Regions from separate parts of the Sus scrofa genome. Here region 2 is linked to region 1. Evidence: chromatin contacts called from public HiChIP or PLAC-seq data. All regions are on one chromosome and are shown on one strand. Each heading gives the region's core, a stretch centred on a gene start, on an enhancer-like site or on the middle of the called end of the contact. The rest is flanking DNA. Distances are from core to core; before and after follow the strand shown. Region 1 has its middle 19 kb from the start of MIR101-2. Region 2 overlaps JAK1 (Janus kinase 1).

The links. HiChIP or PLAC-seq counts read pairs in DNA pulled down with a chosen protein or histone mark.
Region 2: an H3K27ac HiChIP or PLAC-seq map of alveolar macrophages shows a contact between it and region 1. The contact joins two enhancer-like sites. A contact is called at or near these places in 1 of 47 Hi-C or Micro-C datasets (epiblast stem cells) and 1 of 2 datasets of contacts at active chromatin or transcription factors (alveolar macrophages).

The regions. Positions count from the first base shown.
Region 1 is chr6:147,347,079-147,353,550 of Sscrofa11.1, forward strand. It overlaps a transcript of JAK1 not described here. Among named protein-coding and RNA genes, the nearest start is that of MIR101-2, 19 kb to the left of the region's middle. Within about 2 kb of position 3,428, at least 8 of the 83 cell types and tissues checked have an H3K27ac peak or open chromatin away from gene starts, as enhancers often do. A contact at or near this core is called in alveolar macrophages, where this site is marked.
Region 2 is chr6:147,464,615-147,471,086 of Sscrofa11.1, forward strand. All of the region lies in intron 1 of JAK1 (Janus kinase 1), which reads left to right. Among named protein-coding and RNA genes, the nearest start is that of JAK1, 39 kb to the left of the region's middle. Within about 2 kb of position 3,592, at least 5 of the 83 cell types and tissues checked have an H3K27ac peak or open chromatin away from gene starts, as enhancers often do. A contact at or near this core is called in alveolar macrophages, where this site is marked.

The DNA of each region.
Region 1 (6,472 bases), core at 2,178-4,677:
AGTCCCTTTTAAAAACATATCAAAAAGGCACTTCTCATTGTGGATCAGCCAGTTAAGAACCCGACTAGTATCCACGAAGATGCGGGTTTGATCCCTGGCCCTGATCAGTGGGTTAAGGATCCAGCATTACTGTGAGCTGTAGTGTAGGTTGAAGACACGGCTTGGATCTGGCATTGCTGTGGCTATCGCATAGGCCAGCAGCTGTAGCTCCAGTCTGACCTGGGAACTTCCATATGCCGCAGGTGCAGTCCTAAAACAAAACAAAAAAGAAAAAAAAGAAAAATAAAATCACATCAAAAAATAAAATACTGAGAAATAATCCTCACCAAGGAGGTGAAAGACTTATCTGCTAAGAACTACAAAACATTAATAAAAGAAACTGAAGATCATTCAAAGAAATGGAAGGATATCCCATGCTCCTGGATTGGAAGAATTAATATTGTTAAAATGGTCATACTCGGAGTTCCCGTCGTGGCTGAGCCATTAGCAAACCTGACTAGCATCTGTGAGAACGTGAGTTTGATCCCTGGCCTTGCTCAGTGGGTTAAGGATCTGGTGTTGCTGTGGCGTGTGGTATAGGTTGCAGGAGCAGTTTGGATCCTGTGTTGCTGTGACCATGGTATAGGCTGCCGGTTATAGCTCTGACTAGACCCCCTAGCCTGGGAACCTCCATATGCCTTGGGTGTGGCCCTAAAAAGACAATAAATAAATAAATAAATAAATAAATAAATAAAATGGCCGTACTATCCATGGCCAAGCAATCTATAGATTTAAAGTTATCTCTATCAAATTACCCATGACAGTTTTCACAGCAGTAGTACAAATGTTCCTAAAACTTACATGGAACCATGAAAGCCCCAGAATTGCCAAAGCAATTTTGAGGAAAAAGAACAAAGCAGGAGGCATAACCCTCCTGGCTTTAGACAATACTACAAAGCTACAGCAATCAAAACAATGTGGTATTGGCCCCTCAAAATAGATGTACAGATCAGTGGAACAAAATAGAGAGTAAAAGTAAACTCACATACCTATGGACAATTACCAAGAATATATAAAGCAGAAAAAGTCTCTTTAGCAAGTGGTGCTAGGAAAGTTGAACAGTGTCGTGTAAATCATTTAAGTTTGAACACACCCTCACACCCTGCTCAAAAATAAACTCAAAATGGCTTAAAGACTGAAACAAGACAAGACACCATAAAACTCTTAGAAGAGAACATAGGCAAAACATTATCTGTCATAAATCGTAGCAGTGTTCTCTTAGATCAGACTCCTGAGGCAATAGAAATAAAAGCAAAAATAAGCAAGTGGAACCTAATCAAACTTAGAAGCGTTTGTACAGCAAAGGAAACCCTAAAAAACAAAAAATGATGAAAAGACAACCTTTGCTGCTGTACAGCACAGAGAACTCTACCCAATATTCTGTGATAATCTGTGTGGAAAAAGAACCTGAAAGAGAATGGCTGTGTGTACATGTGTAACTGAATCACTTTGCTGTATAGCAGAAATTATCGCAGTCTTGTCAATCAGCTATAAAGCTTTTAAAATCAACTTCAATCAAAAAAAAAAAGGCAGTCTGTGGACTTGGAGAAAATATTTGCAAATGGTTGGTTTGACTCTTTTTTTTTTTTTTTTTGTCCGAGCCTATGTCCTGTGGAAGTTCCCTGGCCAGGGATCAAACCTGAACCACAGCAGTGACAACATTCGCTAGGCCATCAGAGAACTCCTAGTTTGATTTTTTTAAAGTTTCAAGAGGAAGAGTTCCCTCATGACTCAGCAGGTTAAGGATCCAGCATTGTCACTGCTGTGGCTCTGGTTACCACTGTGTCATGGGTTCAGTTTTCAGCTGAAGAACTTTTGCATGCCATGGACTTGGCCAAAAAAAAAAATTTTTTTTTAAGGAGGAAAAGCCTCCATAGCCCTCTCATTAATGAAGGCTTATTATAAAGAAGCAAGACATTTTCTTTAGCCACAGGGTAACTCCTAGTCCCAGTACTTCAAGGACTGGGATAAATAGCAGGCCTTGTGCATTGTTTAGAGGGGAAAGGCCATATTTTCTGTGTGATCCCTTGTTATTCTTTTTTTTTTTTTTTGCTTTTTAAGGCTGCACTCAAGGCATGTGGAGGTGCCCAGGCTAGGGGTCGAATTGGTGCTGCACCTGCCGGCCACAGCCACAGCAATGCCAGGTCCAAGCCGTGTCTGTGACCTACGCCACAGCTCATGGCAATGCTGAGTCGTTAACCCATCCAGCAAGGCCAGGGATTGAACCCGCATCCTCCTGGGTACTAGTCACATTTGTTAACCCTTGAGCCACGAAGGAAACTCCAATGTTCTGTCAGTTTCTGCTATGCAGCAAAGTGACCTGGTCATACATATAAGGCTGGTTATTTCTAATATAGAAAACCTGTGCTGGGCCCACACCAAACCCCTTGACGGTGTCTCTCAAGGCCCTCTTGTGGACATGCTAGGGGAATCTACAAATATCTTTCTGCCATTGGCAGAACCAAGCAAAGATGCCTTGGGAAGTGATGCTTATGTTGCAGGAGACATTCAGGCTGAGCCTGATGGCCACAATCAGGTAGGACTAAGAGTACATTTGTCCCGGGTTTAGTCCTTTGTAGATGAAGTACAGAATGTATTTTATTCAATAGAGGAAAACATGAAAAGTCCACATTGAGTCAATGTATTCAGAAGGGACTCTGGATATGAGAGGTTCTTAAGGCTTAATGGACCCCCATCCCCATCGAGGACAGTGTTTTGTAAAAAATTCAGTGACCACGAACACCTTTGACCAACTATAAAGCTCTGTACAAATACTAGTGATTTCACAAAGTTGCCTGATTGAACATGAAATCAGTCTTACCTAAACATGCTGGTCATGTGCCAATAGGAAATTTCCTCGTGTGTGTGTGTGTGTGTGTGTGTCTTATTTTTTAAAATAAGAAACCCTGGTTTGCCAGAGTTCCCGTCGTGGCTCAGTGGTTAATGAATCCAACTAGGAACCATGAGGTTAAGGGTTTGATCCCTAGCCTCACTCAGTGGGTTAAGGATCCGGCGTTGCCGTGAGCTGTGGTGTCGGTGGCAGACGCGGCTTGGATCCTGTGTTGCTGGTGGCTACAGCTCTGATTAGACCCTTAGCCTGGGAACCTCCATAGGCTGCGGGAGGGGCCCTAGAAAAGACAAAAAGACAAAAAAAATAAATAATTTTTTTAAAAAAGAAAGAAACCCTGGTTTGTCATAGTGAGGCAGGTTAAACAGGAACACGAGAAAAAAATACACTTACACACGTACGCATATATTTGTGTTTCTGCAAGAAGACAGTAGGGTTCAGTATAGAGCTAGAAACAAGGCCAGCTGGTTCCTATGAAACATCCATGGGCAGGAACATACAGCTTCAGGTGTCCAGTGGTAACAGTTACAAATTGGCCATCAGGCCGGAACAAAGGTCAATCACCAGGCACATCCAGGGTCCTGGGCGGTGGTCTGGTATCTAAAACACACATTAAATCATCAAAAGCTTACAAGTTCTGGCTCCTCCTTCAGACTCCACATTTGAGATGCAGAGAGGCACTCAACTCTGTCTTTGTATATTTTATCTAACAATTTTTTTCCTTTTCCACCTTTCAAAGTAAGACCTTCTCTTAAGTCAGGCTGCTCCTGGGGAAGTGAGAGGATCACCCCTCTGGGAGAGCCCATCCCGCTGGGAGACAGTAGAGCGCTTGTTCCACTTGGCAGGGGTCCCCCGTACCTCGGTACTGAGTAATTCCTGCTGGCCGCCGCTGCTCCCAGACTGAAGCAAGGCCCTCAGGAGCACAGAGGCAGCTCTGTGTGCCCTTGTGCGTCTCGGCTTCTGGGCCACACAGCTCTGCCTGGACTCACTGGGCATCAACAAGTTAGCGATGCCTGAGACCAGACCCCAGATCCTCATTTTCCCTAATGAATCCTACTGTTTTGATTTTGTGGATCTTGAAAGGAATAGGAGCAGTAAGCTGTATCTGTGCATAAACTTTCCTACCCCAGACCCCAAGTTCTGAGTGCCCCCTTCACCACCTGTGCTCCCTTTCATCCCAAGAATTGGCATATTTGCTGGTCTTTCATGATTTTTCTGTCAGCTTCACTAAAATGTGAGCACCTTCAGGGCAGGGATGATGTCTTTTTATCTTGGTCTCCCCTGCCCCTGGCAAAATGCCTGGCACACAATAGGTGCTCTATAAATGGTTATTAACTGAACAGAGAACCAGAATGCATCCATAGGAAAATGAGCAGGATCCACAGGAAGGGGAAGGACCTGGAATCCAGGTCACATGAGAAACCAGGTGTGTGTGTGTGTGTGTGTTTATGTGGTGTATTGGGAGGCTGTGGTGGATGAAACAACTCCCCCCCACCCAGATCCCCCATGTCTTAATCCCTAGAACCTGTGACTATGTCAGGTTACATGGCAAGGGAGGCTAAGGCTATTAATCTCTTGACCTTAAAATCAGGAGATTGGGAGTTCCTGTTGTGGTGCAGTGGTTAAGGAATCCGTCTAGGAACCATGAGGTTGCGGGTTTGATTCCTGGCCTTGGTCCATGGGTTAAGGATCCAGCGTTGCCGTGAACTGTGGTGTAGGTTGGAGACGCTGCTTGCATCCCATGTTGCTGTGGCTCTGGCATAGGCTGGTGGCTACAGCTCCGATTAGACCCCTGGCCTGGGAATCTCCATATTGCTACTGGAGTGGCCCAAGAAATGGCAAAAAGACAAAAATAAATAAATAAAAAATAAAATAAAATCAGGAGGTTGTTGTGGATTATCCAGGTGGTCAGTGTAACAGAGGGTTCTTTTTTTTTTTTTAAGTTTTCTTGAATTATAATTGATTAAAAATGCTATGATAATTTCACAGGGTTCTTTCTTTTTGGCCACACCCGAGGCATGCAGAAGTTCCAGGGCCAGGGATCAAACCTGTGTCACAGGAGTTGACCTGTCGTGGCTCAGCAGTAACAAACCAGACTAGGACCCATGAGGACGTGGGTTCGATCCTTGGCCTCACTCAGTGGGTTAAGGATCCTTCCAGCATTGCTGTGCGCTGCAATGTAGGTGGCAGATGAGACTCAGATCCCGCATTGCTGTGGCTGTGGCCTAGGCTGGCAGCTGCAGCTCCAGTTTGACCCCTAGCCTATATGCTGCAGGTGCAGCCCTAAAAAGCAAACAAACAAACTGAACCTGCTGCACCACCAGGGAACTCCTCAGAGGGCTCTTATAAGAGGGAGACAGAAGGGTCATGGTCAGAGCAGGAGACATGATGACAGAAGAAGATGGAGTGTTGTGGCCACAAGCCAAGGAATGCAGGCAGCCTTTAGAAAAGGGAAAGGCAAGGAACAGATCCTCCGGAAGAAATGCATCTCTGCCGACTCCTTCGTCACAGCCCTGTGAGGCCCATTTTAGACATCTGACTTCCAGAACTGTAGAATAATAAGTTTGTATTGTCTTAAGTGCACTAAGTTTGTGATCATTTGTTACAGCAGCCTTTGGAGATTACTACAGGAGCTAAGCTTAGTGGAAAGGATGTGACAGAGGGTGTGAACCCAAAAAAGAAAACAGCCATGTGGGAGCAGCTCAGTCAGATCCAAAGACTTTTGCAGCCGAGTCACCCTGAGCAAAATCAGTTGACAATACGATCATATAGCTCACTGTGGGCTGCCTATAGCCCCCTAAGCAGTGAGTGCCTCTAATAAACTTGGGGGGAGAAGCCCCGGGAGAGCACACTGTAAAAGAGCCTGTCTGACCTGGGTTCAAGTTCTCTGCCACCTATAACTGGATGGTCTTAAGCAAGTTATGCCACCTCTCTCAGCCACAGTTTTCTTAGGAGACACCCACAGCCTAAGCCAGGGATCAAATCCACACCACAGCAGTGACTTGAGCCCCTGCAGTGACAATGCTGGATCCTGAACTGGATGTGCCACATGGGAACTCCTCAGCCACAGTTTTCTTACCTGCAAAGAGAGGATAAGTCTGTCTCTTAATTAGAAGGGTGGTTATGAGGATTACAGAAGATAACACATGTAATGTGCTTAACATAATGCCTTTCACCTCGTAAACATAACTGCTTTCTATTACTACAAATATATGTACAAACTTGCTTATAACAAGGTATCCTATACTCCTCACTGACTAGGTCATATGTAGAGTCTGTGGTGAGTTCTGGGAATAAAACTCAGGGAAGATCATCCAGGATGGTTAAATAGACCTCAGTCAGGGAGTTCCTGTCCTGGCACAGTGGTTAATGAATCCGACTAGGAACCATGAGGTTGCAGGTTCGATCCCTGGCCTTGCTCAGTGGGTTAAGGATCCGGCGTTGCTGTGAGCTGTGGTGTAGGTCACAGACGCAGCTTGGATCCGGTGTTGCTGTGGCTGTGGTGTAGGCCAGTGGCTACAGCTCTGATTCAACCCCTAGCCTGGGAACCTCCATATGCCTCGGGAGCGGCCCAAGAAAAGGCAA
Region 2 (6,472 bases), core at 2,342-4,841, 120 kb after region 1:
TGGTGTACAAAGAGCAGTCAAGGCAGCTTGGATGAAGGCGGGAAATAGCTCGATGTGTTTGAGCACCTCAGAATATGGGCTTGGAGTTAATGGGAGGCAGGGTTGGAGGCAGCACTGACAATAACAGTAGCAAATACTTCTTTAGTCTATACTACATGCCGAGGGCCTCCCCATATATTAAGGCTGGTAACAGTCCTATGATGTATTTATTATTATTCTCATTTTACAGATGAGGCACCTGAGGCACAGAGGACTGAATAACTTACCCAAGATTTCACAGCTGGCAAATGGTAGAGCGGGGATTCCAACATGGGCAGTCTAATTTTATTTTATTTTATTTTTGTCTTTTTGTCTTTTCTAGGGCCACACCTGTGACATATGGAGGTTCCCAGGCTAGGGGTCAAATTGGAGCTACAGCTGCTGGCCTACGCCACAGCCCCAGCAATGCCAGAACTGAGCCGTGTCTGTGACCTACACCACAGCTCATGGCAACACTGGATGCCCAACCCACTGAGCGAGGCCCGGGATCGAACCCACAACCTCATGATTCCTAGTCGGACTTGTTAACCACCGAGCCACGATGGGAATTCCACGGCAGTCTAATTTTAGACTATGATCAGATTTGTGATGGCACAGCGCTGAGGGAAGGTAGATCATGTTAGGCCTCCGTTTCAGTGAAATGGAACAAATAGGTGGACTAAACTAGATAATGCGTATAGAGTGGCATAGCAGTAGGCGTTCATTAAGTGGACCTTGTGTCTCGTGGCGGTGAGAGTGGTCGTCAGTATTGCGGGAGGAGGTAGGAGCAAATAAGGACCTAAGGCTCTAGGGAAGGGATGTGCATCCTGATGACTGCTCTGATGCAAGGAGGAGTGTGGTAAGCGCTCTGAAGAAAGTGCTCTCAAGTGAGTCAGTCCCTTCCAGCTGCAGAATGCGAGGAGGCTTGGGGTAGGAGGAGAGGACATTACTGTAGACCTTGAAAGATGGACAGAACTCTGCACAGGCAGCGCAGGTAAGAGGGACATTTCCTCCAAGCCGCTGGCGGAGCAGAGATCTCGTCTCTGCTCAGAGGCTGAAAGGTAGGGTAGCAGGCAGCAGCACTGGCTGCTCCGAGAAGGGAGGGAGGAACAGGTATAGGCAGAGTGATGATAGTTTGGATTCAGCAGGGTTCAGTGCCATCCCCAAGTCTGGCTCTTTATGTGTCAGGGAATGTGGTGGCCTGGTGTCTGAAGCTTAGTTTGCAGATCTAATTAGGGATTCCTCCCATGTCTCATACTGGCTTTTGGCTGAGTAAGTGAGAGAGGAATTTTTTGTGTTGGCTTTTATTTGACATGCTGTCTGGCTCTCCACCTAGAGGTCCTGCTCACTCCTGGGTCCACGCAGAGAGGTACCACTCAAGTATGAAGCTTTATCACCTGACTCTTTTAGACGGCTTGTTTTATAGGTGGTTGCAAGCAAATAACTAGCACAGACTTTGAAGCTAGATAGGTCTGGGCTGGAATTCGGGCTCCATTAGTTACCGGCTTTTGATCTGGGGCCTTGGGTTTGGGCCTCATTTAGCTTCCTGTGAAGCAGAGATTTTAGCATCTCATGTTGTTATGTGAGGGTCAACTAAGCAGGTAGCACTGTGTGCCTGAAGCACATAGTAAGTGCTCAGATGACAGTAGTGGATGTTGTGAGATTGCGTGCTGTGCAAGGCTCTAATACCCCCAGGAAGTCTGCTTGAGCCTGCTAATTGCCTTCTCCCATATTTCTGGGGTTAGGAAGCCTAAATAGTTGGCAGGACTCATTGGAGCCATGTTGAGATGGAGTTTAAAGCCATTGCCAGGCTCAGAGGGACATCATACCATGATGTGTACTTGCCGTCCTAGTCTTAGGCTGTCCTTATGGGGCAGGAACAATAGCATCCTTTAAAGTGTTTCTGATTGTGAGTGAAATGTCTGCAGTTTTACACTGCAGTCCAATAGATGCCATCTTTTCTATTTCCTGAAAGTAGTGACTGCTTTTCTGCTACCTAAGAATGAATAGAGGAGGAGTTTTAGAAGAACTACCACCCAGTTTCTCAGACTTACTGAGCACTTACTTAGGAGCTAAAGATAGTTCTACTATGGTCAGTACATGAAACACAAAGATGGTAAGCCTTCACTTGGTCTCGCAGCAGCACATAGCTGGCTCAGTGATTTCTGTGGGGCTTTGTTGATAGTGGTGGAGTGGGTATCTTTGGCACTTAAAGGATATGGCCAGGAGTACTAAGAATCCTCTCATGTGCACAGGGACAGTACTGTGCAACAAAGAATTTTTCTGTAGCCTACATGACTTTCAAATCGCTATTCAGATAGTCTTGTGGGGGAAAAAACCTGTTTGTAACTTTATGAGCCTAGAACTTAATTTCATTTTACATGGAGTTCCTTATGCATCATTTTGATAAACCCTGAATTTTGTAGGAATGCAGTTACTAAATAAATTGATACACTACACTATATAAATAGTGTACTATTTTATTTTGTTTGGAACTTTATCATCAACTGGCCACCATTACAAAAAACCATGTTACTAGTATTGGTATGCTTGTATTTGTGTAGCCAAGAAGAATGTGCCAGTATCTGTCTGCATTTGTAGTTATTTCATGGTTCTTCTACTGTTGCTCTAAGTATTAGATTACTTCATTAGATCTGCTGGTGTGCTCATGACAGAGCAATTACATATTAAAATAGAGATTCTTATAAATCTCTTTAAGTTCTCCTTTATTTATAATTTGGACATTATATTGATTATTTTAAAATTTTGCATGTGAATAGTTTGTATTTTTGGTTTTCATTTCAGGGAAGTATAGGGAGCAATACAAAGTATTTATTTAAAAAAGGGGGGAGTTCCCCTTGTGGCACAGCAGAAACGAATCCAACTAGGAACTATGAGGTTGCGGGTTCGATCCTGGGCCTCGCTCAGTGGGTTAAGGATCTGGCGTTGCCGTGAGCTGTGGTGTCGGTCACAGACGCAGCTCGGATCTGGCATTGCTGTGGCTCTGGCGTAGGCTGGTGGCAACAGCTCCGATTAGACCCCTAGCCTGGGAACCTCCATATGCGGTGGTTGTGGCCCTAAAAAGACAACAGCAACAACAAAAAAAAAGCGGGTGGGGAGGAGGACATTGTGCACCATTGGACTGATGCATTGGTTTCATATCAATTAGTACAGAGAAATCTATAGGGAGAGTTCAGACTCTGTATTAAGTCATGATATGTGTAGCTTTGATTCCAAGCTCGTTTGAATGAAGAGTTGTTTTTAGCTGATGGTTTGAAGTTCTAGAAAATGGGTGTATCTGAGTGGATGTGAAGTGGTTATAGTGGTTTAGTCTACAGCACTCTGTGCCTGAGAATTGTAGCCCAAGGGACTCTAATTCTTACCATATTCACCACAGCCAACCAATGGGAGTGTCCCCATGTGATCTGAACTAAAGCAGTTTCAGAGCAGTGTCAAACATGGTTTTTTTTTTTTTTTTTTTTTTTTTTTTTTTTACAATGTTAAAGTTATCTGTTACTGTTCAAGAGTGAGTTTTGCATTTTCAAGCTTCCTCAATTCTAGTTAAATGGCATTGAGTAATCACTTGTGGTCTCTGTAGTTTATAATCAGCCTGAGTAATGAAGGAGTAATGAGACTTTGAAAGTTAGGGAAGTTAGAGAAACAGAACTCTTCCCCTAAGGTCTTTAACAGATAGATGTTAGGACCAGCTGAGTAGTGATCCTGGAAACATAATAAAACGTTTAATAAAGTGCTCATTATAAAACGTTTAATAAAGTGTCAGTCATTGTAGGCTGGAGTTGATGGAGGTGGGTGGAGGGGGAGGAGGTTAGATTGGGGTGGACCTCAAAGGGGGGAGAGGAGAATATAAAAAAGCTGTTGCTGTTTCTTACCCTGAAACTCCATGCTACTGTCACCCAAGCAGTTGCCTTGGCTTGTAGTCAAATTTGTATTCATTGTAATTAATAAATATCTTTTATGTAATACCTTCTTATGATTTCCTCTGTGCGTGGTCCTTGGTAACAATTAGATGAGAGGGAATTAGAATTACAGATGCAGAAACTTGAGCTCAGACATAAGTGCCCAGGATTTGAGAGATGCCCAAACCACTCCTTAATGCCCTTCTGTATCTTTGTTCTAGAGATGGTGATCACGATTAAATTTTTCACCCAGATTATAAGGCAGATCTCATTTGGTCCAAGACTTGGAGATTTGTTTTACATTTTGGACATGCAATCTATGACTGTATTTAAATGAAATATGGTTAGAAAGGTCTAGCCCAGTTAGTAATTTAGCAACTTTAAAGCATTTGACAAGTATGGTTAACCAAAAACCTAAATCATTAAATGTTTGAAGTGGTAAACGGTAGGGGAGATGTTTATATTGTTACTAGTCTGCTTTTAAAAATGTGTTTGTAAACTGAGAGACCTAGGTGAGTGTATTTTTACTGCTGATGTTAGTCTGGCTTTGGAAATTCCCTCACTATGATTTCTTGTAAGCTTGGCTGAATAAATTGACAGGGGATTCCAGCTCTTATTGTATAATTAAAGGTAAAGACACAGTGGATTTGTATGTCCCCAGCTATTGTAAAGTTAGTTCTAGCTGCCAATGAAACTGTCAGGTCAATGAAAAAAATCTTGTTTTTAAATATGAATGGTCTGGCTAACTAGCGAGGAATTTAATAGTGGATTTTTTTCTTCTTCTTAAAGACAATCAAATAAGGAAGCCAGCAACACATTTGGATGCTGAGGGAATTTTTATCACTGAAGGGACTCTAAGCCCTGTTTCTCAGGAAGGACGGCCGAATGTCTGAATGTGTACACGTGGAGAGAAAATGGGAGGTCCCAGGCTTCACCATGTTGCCTATGCAGCTCTGTGATTTGAGGCCAGTTTCTCAGTCTCTCTTTGCCTCTGTTGATTCCAGCTCTGTGGTAACTGGTAATTTCTGTTCTGAGGGCAAATTTCAACAATTGTCTTTTCCAGCTGGGAATGTAAGAGGGAGCACATCTGGTATCAAGCCCATGAGGGTAGGCAGTCTCAGTTCCTATCCAGTGGCCCTTCTTCTCACTGCTGAGATTTCTATCCTGGCCTTCCCTTCTGCTGCCTGTCTAGGCATCTAAGGTTTTCCTGATCCACTTTGTAAGGGACAGGAAGGAAAGGTGATGGGAACAGGCTGAATTGGATTTAGCTGTAGAACTGTCACTAGGCCTGGTTCTAATTTTGGCTCCATCACCTCTTGTTCCTTTTGGAAATAGAAGGATCCACTCATTGGTGATGTTGGGATAGGGACAAGTGATGGCTAGTAGCTGTGTTTTTTTTTTTTTTTTTTTTTTTTTTTTTTTTTTAAAGCTCAACAGCATGTGAAAGTTCCTGGGCCCGGGACTGAACTTGGGCCATAGCAGCGACCCAAGCCACTGCAGTGGGACTTTTACCTGCTGTGCCACAAACTCTGGCAGCATTATTTTATTTTAACATACTGGCTTTCTTTAGCTGACACTTCCATAGGCGGAAGTGGTAACTCTAGCAACCTACTACCAAGGGGACAAATAAGAAAGGGAGAAGCAAGTTCAAGAATCATTTTTTTGGTCCAAAAGGTGTTTTTGTTTTTTTTTTTTTTCCTTTTTCAGTTATTTTCTTATCTCCAGATCACAAAGCAGTTTGGGGAGAAGATCCCAGGTTTGCAATCCTCGCTTTACCATTTGCTAGCTGGATACCCCTTGGCAAGTCGTTTACGTTCTCTGAACCCATTTCTTTTGTGATATGAGTACAGCGATGTCTGCACTAAGCACTGAATGGGTCCCTGGGAATCAGCTAAATTAATGGATGTGAAAGTGGTTTGTAAACTTCTAAGGGCTGTATAAGCCTGAAGGATAATTGTTGTTATGGTGTCAGTTGTCAAAAGTCTAGGTGGCTGTACATGGACAGGTGAGGAGAGCCATATTTTGGGCAACTGACTAGATGTTCTGTAATCCAAAGCCCAGAAATCCTCACTGGGTTTTTCCCTAGTGCTCCTGTTCTGGGTTTTGGAGTGTGGCCAGAAACACATGCCACGCTTATTAAAGGGCTTCGGCACCCTGTAATGTGGAATTACTGGCACCGGAAGACGAAATGATAAAGGAACATCTCATTATATTCTGATGTGTGAGTCATACACATTTATGAGTTACTTTAAAAAATTGAATCATAATAGAAATGGGAATGGTTCAACTTATTTTTCTTGACTTCAGCCGTTTGCAGGTTAAAAGTCATTGCATTTAACTGTCTTAAAGCTTAGCATTTATAAAAAGCTTTTAGAACTTGTGTGAAAGCCCCTGAAATTGAAACTCTTTTAATTCTCCTACCAGTAGGATACTAGGATACATAGTAGCCAGTATTGGATGTGTGTATGCCTTGGGTGGATCCCCTTGGTGGCTGCTCTCTTAGTGAATCAGAAAGCAGGAACATACCTCAACAATCC